Linked DNA regions of Zea mays: region 2 is linked to region 1. Evidence: chromatin contacts called from public Hi-C data. All regions are on one chromosome and are shown on one strand. The core of a region is the stretch at or near the end of the contact, and the rest is flanking DNA. Distances in the headings are between cores, read along the strand shown.

What was found. Hi-C and Micro-C count contacts between places; a contact is called where the count stands out from the background.
Region 2: a Hi-C map of tassel shows a contact between it and region 1, with 5 times the contacts expected there. The contact joins the promoter of LOC100194175 here to the promoter of LOC100501406 in region 1. A contact is called at or near these places in 3 of 25 Hi-C or Micro-C datasets (ear, leaf and tassel).

Annotation. Positions count from the first base shown.
Region 1 is chr4:192,445,033-192,450,175 of Zm-B73-REFERENCE-NAM-5.0, forward strand. LOC100501406 reads left to right here and starts at 2,602. Exons shown (of 1, transcript NM_001196131.1): 1 at 2,602-3,939. The coding sequence starts at 2,754. The coding sequence ends at 3,863.
Region 2 is chr4:192,684,172-192,689,314 of Zm-B73-REFERENCE-NAM-5.0, forward strand. LOC100194175 (Strictosidine synthase 3) reads left to right here and starts at 2,709. Exons shown (of 2, transcript NM_001139223.1): 1 at 2,709-3,217. The coding sequence starts at 2,922.

The sequences.
Region 1 (5,143 bases), core at 1,352-3,851:
TTTATTAATAGACTACATTTATAGACACTCAATTGTAAATATAGTCTTTTAATTATCTCTTATGCTTGAAGAACCGTTTTAATGTCTCTCCACTATATATGTCCTTAAAATAATTGTCGTCCATGTTTTCTAAAATAGTTATTATTATTATGCCCTTTTTTAAATAAATTGTTTTCAAATTAAACATATATATATATATATATATTCATAGTGCACGTTTAAAATTATTATTATACATAATTTTAAATTCTATATTAACATTTAAATATAAATATTGCTAATAACGATAACTATTTTGAAAGAGAGTAGTTATGGTTACTCATGTAGATGGTGTAAGTGTCATACTGTCATGCACCAGACCATGTGAGGGGAGGAGGGTTAACAAAATCGGCGGGAAACCCCAGTAAACCGTCCGGTTTATTGAAACCGGACTGGCCCAGAATAGTTTTGAGCTATTTATTTATTTTATTTAAAATTCATAAATGTTTTTTTATAAATTTAAAAAAATTACTTCATCCGTCCATAAATATTGATTATTTCCGGGAGTTAATCAATTTTAACTTTAATACTTATAATATAAAATTAGTATCATTCGATAGATATTTGGATATATAAAATATTCGAAGATACAAATGGCTATATATTCTATAAATCTAGTTAAACATAAGAAAGTTTGACCCGCATGAATACTATAGCGACAAATATTTGTAGATGGAGAGAGTATAATAAAAAAACTATTCTTTTGGTATATCTCATTTTATTTTTAAAATTAATTCGTGTTTTTTATTAAAACACAAAAAAGGTAAAAAAAATACCGGTTTCTCGCCGAGAAATCTTCAAAAACATTTTATTTGAATTTGAAAATATAAACCGGTTGGTTTTTTTTGAAAAACAACGAAAACTGGTTTCTTGGTAGAGTTTGGTGGTTTCTGTGGGACAGTTTCGCCGGTTGGTAACCGTTTTTTGAATTTTTAAGTTTAAAATGTCAAACTGTGCGGTTTTTCTAGGTTTTAGCTTTTTTTGTCGGGAAACTGAAACCGGTGAGAGTTTTTTTTTAAAAAAAAATTATTGAAAACGCTTTACAGACCTTGTAGTACTCGAGTGGAGTCGTCTATAAATGGCGCGCGGCCGACAACGGGAGAGGCCTGATCCCAAGTTCACAACTCAGACACCCACTAGCCTCCAAGGCCTTCACTGGCCCTTTGCCCCTTTGCTCGCTCGTCCGTAGGCGGCGCAGCCATGCACGCCGCCGACGCCTCCCAGTCCCAGCCCCAGTCGTCCCAGTCCCACGCCGACGCCGAGCTGGCCGCGGCCCTGCGCGAGTGCGTGGCCCACGTCGCGGCCGGCCGCTTCGACGGCGGCGCCAACCGCTGCTTCGCGCGCGTGTCGGCGCTCGCCTCCCTGGGCGACGGGCCGCCGCAGCGGCTGGCCAGGATCATGGCGGACGGCCTGGTGCGCCGCCTCATCGGCAGCTTCACCGGCAGGGGCATCAGCGGCGCGCTCATCGACTCGTGCGGCGACTACTTCGACCGCCAGTCCGTCCGCGCGGCCCGCTGCGCCTTCTTTAAGCTCCTGCCCGCGCTCAGGGTGGCCTTCGTCGCCATCAACCGAGCCATCCTAGACGCCATGGAGAACGAAAAGGTCATACGATATACTGTACTTCAGAATTCCGATTCTCCCAAGCATTCTGTCGTCCGTTTCAGACTGATTAAAATGTGTTTCTTTTTCAATCCCGGTAACGATTTGATGCAGACAATTTTCGTGCTATATATATGGCCAAAGGAACCCGTACGCTGGAATTGGAGTTAGAAAACTAGCTCCTCTTGCAAATTTAAAATACAACCTATATTTCACCGGCAGAGAAACGACCTTCAATTCAGGTTATTAGTCTCAACTAGAGTTAAACTAGTACAATGGACATGTGTACTGCGACGACGAAAAACCGTATTTGATATACCGATAAAAAATAAATTTAAATTAAAGTGAATATATGGTTCATATATCAGATATCAAACTGATAAAAATAAATATTATACTTTATATATATAGCTGAAAGATCGAGAAAGGTATATGTAAAAAAGAACAAACCGATCCTTTTTTATAGCTTATTCGGTCGCTCGTTCTCCTTCAGCTAGCGAGTTGTAATATTACACTTTTTATCAAGTTTACAAACATATCTTATTAAAAAATAAAAAAAATTAAAGTCACACTTAAAATATATTTTAAAGTATATTATAAATAATACTCCCTGCATCCTAAAATAAAATTCATTTTACATTTTAATTATTTTATACAATAATTAAAATATTTGTTTTATATGTGTATTCATCATCATCATCCATTTAAACATAGACATACAAATTAAGAGTTAAAATGATTGATATTTTGAGATGGAGGTGTCACATTAAAGTTAAATATAATTATATTTTTAAAATTTAGTGTAAACATTCAAACAAATTATAAATGACAACGGAGGAATAGCCAAAATTACGTAGCCCTTGTCGCGTTCCCTATCTCCGCGCCAACCTCGCCTCTTTCACGCACCTGCACCATAGCAATGGTCGTTAGAGTTACTAGGCCCGAAAATATTCACGATCTATTAAAAAAACAAGAAGGATGTTCATTTTATGAATAGTAAATTTACATTTTCCCCTCCATGTTTCATCTATTTCGCTTCGTTGCTTTGATCACAGTTCGTGCACGTAATCGACCTGTCCGGTCCGGCGGCTCACCCCTGGCAATGGCTCAAGCTCATGCGCGCCTTCCACGGCCGCCCGGGCGGGGCGCCGCAGCTCCGTATCACCATGGTCCACGACGACGAGGCCTTCCTGGCCCACACGGCGGCGCTGCTCCGCAGGGAAGCCGAGGCGCTGGACATGGCGTTCTCGTTCCACCCCGTCCTGGGCCGGCTCGAGACCCTGGACCTCGGCGACCTGCACCACGCCCTCGCCATGCGGTCCGGCGACGCGCGCGCCTTCAGCTGCGCCCTCCAGATGCACCGCCTCCTCGCGGTTGACGACACCGACACCCAGCAGCAGCTGGCCGCCGCGGCTGTTGGAACCGGACCGAGTGTTGGCCCAAGAGCGGCGTCGTCGTGCTCATGCTACCCTCCGGGCGACGTCGCGTGCTACTACTGCCCCCCGGAGACCGCCAAGACGAGCCTCCCCGACCCCAGCCCGACGACGCCGTTCGCTGCACAGGCGTCGTCGTCGTCGTCGCCGCACCCGCAGTGGACCGCCGTCCCGCGGCCGGCGCTGCTGCCACCTTTGGCGGGCTTCCTGTCGGCGGCGCGCGCGGCGTCGCCCAAGGTGGTGTGCGTGATGGAGCAGGACGCCGGCGACAACGTGGCCGGCGGGCTCGCGGCGCGGTTCGAGGAGGCGCTGCAGCACTACGCGGCGGTGTTCGAGGCCCTGGACGACGCGGCGGGCGCGGCGGGCGAGGAGCGGGCGGCGGTGGAGCGCGTCCTGCTCTGGGAGGAGGTCCGGGACGTGCTGGCGCGGGACGGGCCCGAGCGGCGCGAGCGGCACGAGCGGCTGCACCAGTGGGCCGCGCGCATGGCCGGCGCCGGGTTCGCCGGCGTGCCGCTCAGCTACGTGGCCAAGATGGAGGCGGACGCGGCGCTGCGCAGGTGCGGGCTGCGGGGGTACGAGACCAGAGGTGTCGGAGGTTGCCTCCTCCTGTGCCGCCGCGGGCGCCCTCTCTACTCGGTCTCCGCGTGGCGGCCGTGGCCTTCCCGGGGCTCTGCCTCTGCTTCTTCTTCTGGGAGTGGGAGCAGGAGCAGCAGGCTGCCACAGCTCGTGGCGGCGCCGGTGCAGATGCCGTGGCCGCTCCTACTGCCTCCTCCGGTTTACCACACTCACTGACTCACACGACTCAGTATATATATACTCGCAAGAACAGACATCTACACCGAATCCACTCTAACAATCCATCTCTCTGGACATGTAGTAGTTACTAGAAAATATCGCTGCATCAATGAAAAGATATATATATGTACTATGTGAGAATACGAGTTCTAGTGTGGTTGGAAAAATGTTAAAATATAGAAATGTTAAACTATCTAATATGGCTCCGGGGATGCCGCCGCCGCCGCACTCGTCGCATCTGTCGTGGGACAACTCCGGCGAGCCCGATGAGCAACACATCATCTTCGCTGGCGGATCCCAAGTTCAGTAGCTATTGTGTACCGAAACAGTTCACCGGTGGATCCGAGATTCAGTAGGAGAGCTGCTTATGGTGAATTTCAAATTGACCACTTTTTAAAAGGTGGTCCTGTCTCAAACGGATCATAAAGTCCTGCCAACACAACACATGGTGATGATGTACGATACCAAAGCAAGAAAGAAAGAAAGAAAGAGTTCAACATCATCGTCATTACCAGATTCTGTTTATATAGAAAAACTCCGTCCACGAAAGACCAATTTCAATATGCACTTGAGTTGTTCCCATTTTCAAACGAACTTCGTGGAAAATTGAATCATACATACTATCGCTTGAATAAGCCTGCAAATACTAGGGTCTTTGTCCGTTCGTGTTGTCAAACACCCTTGTAATCTTGTTCCACCCACCCATCATCATCTCCATGACACCATGCCTGTGTCCGGCCGCCACACCTATTTTAATCACAGCTCCAATGTCCCTCGACTGAATCGACATGGATCAGCACACCAGCATCTCTCCTCAAAACTACGTCGCGTAGGAGGCCCCATCGCTGCTTGGCTCGGCGCTGTCATCAGCTCCCGACGAGCCTGATGCGTCCGGCCGCCACGCCGACACCGAGTAGAGTGGCCACGAGCTCCAGCACAAGAGCAGGCAGCCGCCCTGCTCCCTGCTCTCCGTCGCCGCGCACCCGCTGAGGCCGCACCTGTCCAGCACGTCGTTCCCCGCCCTCATCGCGCCGTAGCTCAGCGCCACGCTCCTGAACCCGCCCAGCTCCATGCGCGCCGGCCCGCAGCAGCACGTCCCGGATCTCCTCGCCCAGCACCGCGCGCTCCACCTCCGCCCGCTCGGCGGCGGGCCTGCGGTACGCCTCGGCGGCCGCGTCCAGGCAGTCGTACACGGCGGCGTAGTACCCCAGCGCCTCGCCGAAGCGCTCGCGGAAGGAGACGCCGCCGTGGCCGGCCTCCTGCTCCGTGACCACCAC
Region 2 (5,143 bases), core at 1,459-3,958, 240 kb after region 1:
CCTCTGTCTGCTCCCCCATTTGGTGCTCCTCTCCCATATGGTGCCCGTCCTTCTTCAAGCACGATAGTGCCCCAAATAGCCGTTATGTTGGAAGCTCGAACTAGTCTACATACTCCCGTGCTACTCAATTCCGATGGTGAAGGGACTGAATGAAGATGGAGGAGCAAAGACTAGTAAGTACATATATAACTTTGACACAATTTTTAGGTCAACGATAGTTTTTTTTAGTTCATAAATGTATACTACTACATTGTAAGGATTACGTTGAGGGCAACGACAACAAGGGATAAGTGTATAGCTAGTATGTACAACTCCACCACCGAATCTCCTGGCTATTATACCCCTAAGCAGATGAAGGATCAATGGTCGACAAGTAATCGTTTGTCACCCTCTTCAATGGCATCTACAATCATTTGTATGCAGTCCGATCAAGTGGTGCAGATGATGTGCTACTTGAAGCGATAAAAAAGACCTTCCACATCAAGCTTAATAAAAACGACTTCAAACTCGAGCACATGTGTAATGCTACATCTTTCCAAGGAACTAAGGGCTTGTTTGGTTCAACTTTTTTCCGAGAAGTTTTTTTGAGAATCTGGTTGTGAGGAGAATATGAGTATCGTGGAGATTACGTGCGGATGAAGATAAAAGAGTTTATAGGGTTTAGAATGTAGAAAATAACGGTTTCCTACTATCGCAACGACTCGACCGATTCTATGTTCACGTTGATTTTAAACGATTTTGACTAAAGCGGATCTCATAAAAAGACTAAAAACATAGACGTTTAATTGGCAGTCTGCGGTAGCTTCTGGTGCCCAGTATCTGAAAAAACCGAAACAAACAGGGTCTAAGCTAGGCATAGAATCCAACATTTTTGCGACGCCCATTGTATTGGAACCATTCAAACACTACCTGTCCATATATGTTTCCCCGATGAATAAAAGTATACTATAGGTATGTGGTTCATGTGCTAGACACAGCGCATCGGAATAACAATCCAAGACTTGCGCTTATACGAGAACGACGAGAAGCAACGTTGGCCACTTCACACGTTTTGGACTGGGTGTTTAGCAATGGGCCGGCCCACACAGAGACTTTGGATGGCCACTGTACGGTTTACACAGAGACTTTGGATCAGTGACCCTTCCTTGAGTTGGGCCAACTAGATATTGTATAAAATGGGCAAAAATTATATCCTGGCAATATATGAGGGATTAGACAATTGTGACGGAAAATAAGGTACGGGATAATAACATTAAAGTGGCATACAGATAATTGCTCTAATAAAAAAACATAATCGTATCAATTGATTTAGTACCAAAACAACCGTACATAAAAAAAAACTATAAAGGTTTGTTTCATAACTTCATTTTCCCAAGTCATTCATATTTTCCTAGGGAAAAATAAACTAATTTTTCTTGAAAAATAGAAATCTCTCGGAAAAATGAGGTTTCCAAACTAGCACTAAAGATGTAAATTTCATCACGCTTTACAAACTATGTATAAATCGTATCTCTAAGCTCACGTGAAAAAAATATATACCTTTTCAAATACACTTCATAGAGAAGAAATATACCGTATATGATAGAAACCATTCTTCACTCAGAGGGAGCTCATATATACGTGTGCATCATATCCGATTGTATATGCTTTGTACTATCTCCGTTTACAAATATATAACATTGTTGACTTTAAAAAAAAACTTTGACCACTCGTTTTATTCAAAATATTTATTCAAAAACATAAAATTTTAAGTCAAGATCAAACTACTTTAAGTGATGAAACAAATAAGGCAACATATCTGGTGCACATGGAACATTGATGCACATATTAAATCGTCACCATTCATTTTAGATTTAACGTCTCTAGTTGTTTGGTACATTTTACTAAAGACACCCTTCAACGTGGTGGTGTGTAGTGGTGGAAGGTGTTATTTGTAAATTGAATAATCAACTAGAGACGTTAGATCTAAAATGAGTGATGATTATTTAATATGTGTATCATGTGCACCAGTCTTCTATGTGCACCAGATATGTCCCCAACAAAAATAATACCAAAAATAAATAATAACTTATTATTTTTTAAAATAAGACTAGTGATCAAAGTTTTTTCTTAAAAAAGTTAACGGTATCATATATTTATGAGCGGAGGGAGTACCTGTAAACGTTTTTGTTTAAAAAACATATGTGCATGAAACATGGCATCTAATAGAGTGTTGGGATAGGTGGCTAGGCTGTGCGTGTGGCCTCTCTATCGCTCCGCCAACCATCGATGAAGTTGACATGTGCCAAATAAAATCTTGTCTCTTGCGTTGTGTTGTACTTGAGCGGTGTTTTCTTTTTAAAAAAGGAGATATGATACTGTATTATTATTTAGCGATGGGTTAGTACTTGATGTTTATTTGAAATTATAATCTATCAGATTATATAATCAAATAAATTTTGAACTGACATGGAGATATGTGACGGTAGTAGGCCAGTCCACGCTGGTGGTCGTACGACGTGGGCCTACTAGGCTATCTGCTTTCCCGTGCGGGTCGCCAGGCCCGGGCCGGGCACGATGGCGTCCTCTGCCCGCGTTTTCCGCACGGGAGGAGGAACGGCGCCTGCGCCACGGCCCACACGCCGCCACCACCGCGACACGCTCCCGATCGACACGCCAACAAACCGCCAGTCCGGGCCATCCGTGGAGGAAAACGAGCACGACGTCGTCGCGCTCACGCCCCGGGGCCGCTTCCGTTTCGGCTCCCCCTCCCCTCCCCTCCCGTAAACCTCTGAACCCTCATCGAGTTTCTGTGGACGCCACGCCACGCGACCATACGTGTATAGCACGCAGCGCGGCATCGGCGTCGCACGCACTCGCGCTTGCCGCTGGACGGAGGAGCGGAGCACCGATCGGCCGGGCTCGGTGCACGCGCCTAGCGGATGAAGATGGCCGTGCTCGCGGGCGCGGCCGTCGTTGCGGTGGCGGCGGCGGCGATGGTCGCCGCGCTCCTGTCCTCCCCGGACGCGCTGCGCGACGTCGCGGTGCTGGAGATTGGCGGCGGGGAAGGCCGTGTCGAGTTGGTCCCCGTGGACGCCGGCGCCGCGGGGCCCGAGAGCCTGGCGTTCGACCCGGCCGGCGGCGGCCCGTACGCGGGCGTGTCGGACGGCCGCGTCCTCCGGTGGGTCCCCGGCGAGCGGCGCTGGGAAGAGCACTCGGCCTCCTGCGCGCCCGAACTGTACGTACGCCTTGCCAGCAGTCTGGTTTTCCTTGCATGCATGACGCGCGCATGTGCAATCCGGTTCTTCTTCCTCGCGATCATGATCTGCTTTCTGCTATGCTCCCGCTTTGGTCTTGGTCGATCGCCTGCGCACCGCAGGCTTTGGTTCGGTGCGCCGTGTCAGGGCCCGCCGGGTGGGTGCGAGTGCGACGTCGACGGTCGACCTATCCATTGACGCCCATCACCGCGTCCGCGTCCCATGCAAGCTGCATGCGTCGTCACGTGTGGTGTGGTCGTGTGGTGTGGTGCAGCAGCTAGCACTAGCAGAGCAGGCCAGACGGTGCCGTGCCGGTGCAAGCCTGTCGTTGCACTCGCGCCGAGCGAACGGAGCACCGAGCAGTGGCCGCGACGGCTCCTCCCGCGTCCGGCCAAGCACCGCAATCCCCATCGCCTATGTCCTCACGCGCGCGATCCCCATCGCCCGTCGTCGTCGCATCCGCGGCAGGCACCACGCATCGCCAGAGTCTGGAACAGGCGGCCGGCCATGCGTCAACAGCTACCAGGACGGTGCTCGGTTCGTCTGGACTCTGGACTCACCGTGGACACCCCACGGTTTGTACGGCGTATGATTGTGCCCTCGATGGCGAACGCCGTGCGCCGGCCGGCCGCCATGGAGGAGCGCAGCTAAAACGTGGAGCGAGGCTGGGAGACACGCTCACACACATGGCAGGGCATTCAAGTGGCGAAGTGAAGGTAGCAGAGCAGAGCAGAGGAAGGAGAACAAGTGCTGCCGTCGCTGGACTCGAGCGGCGACGTCAGGCTGCTGGAGATCGGCGACGCTGAGCTGCTGCCGCTGGACGGCGCCGCGGGGCCAGAGAGCCTCGTGTTCGCCGGTGGGTACGGTGACGGCGGTGAGGGCGGCCCCCGTTCACGGGCGTGTCGGACGGCCGGGTGCTTGGGTGCCGGCGGAGCGGCGCTGGGCCGAGCACTCCTGCTCCGCGCGCAGACCTGTAAGTTTCGCTGCCGCCGTCCTCTCCGCGTGACCACCGTCCGTTCGTTCCACGCGCCGCCATGTGCCCATGTATGTTGTTGTGGTAGCTAGCTTCTCGCGAGAGACTCTGCTCGTCCCCAACCAACCAGAGAGCTCTGCGTACGGTTCAAGGCTGACGGTTGTGTGCCGCCCGCCGCCGTCCAAGTAATGGTGAAACTGATAGGAACCAACGCGCAGGTTATTGGTTGGGGATGTCATGTTGTCTCTTGTCTCCTGTCCCCGTCCATCGTGGGAGCTCTCTGTTGCACGCCATGCGCGCGGGCCGTCGAGCTCACGAAAATGGCGCATGTATAAAGCACTGCTGATCGCGACATCTTATTCCCCTTCTATTTGGGGGTGTTTGGATGCAGGTCAATAATTTTTAGTCATGTTAGTTATAAATATTAAGTACAGTCTAATTAAAAAAAATTATCTAATACTCCTTCCGTTCACAAATATATGACACCGTTGACTTTTTTTAAAAAAATTAACCACTCATTTTAATAAAAAAATAAGAGTTATCATTTATTTTGTTGTGACTTTTTTTATTATTTAAGGTAGTCTATGTTTGACTTAAAATTTTTATATTTTTAATAAATATTTTGAACAAGACGAGTGGCCATTTTTTTTTTGAAAAAAGTCAACGATGTCGTATATTTGTGAAGGAATGTAGTAGTTGGTTAGTTAGCTAATTTCACTAACAATTTTTTTAGTCAACTAACTATTAGGTCTGGTGCTTGAAACGTCCTCTAATTTTTAGCTCCAACTAATAACTACCCGTATGTATGCATCTAAATCCTTAGACCCTAGAAATGGATGTAGCCTTTTTGCGTGGACGTTTAGCCATATATAGAATAAATTAGGTTAAACGGGAAATATAGCCGTCATTGTTTCTTGAAAAACTGCATGAGTAC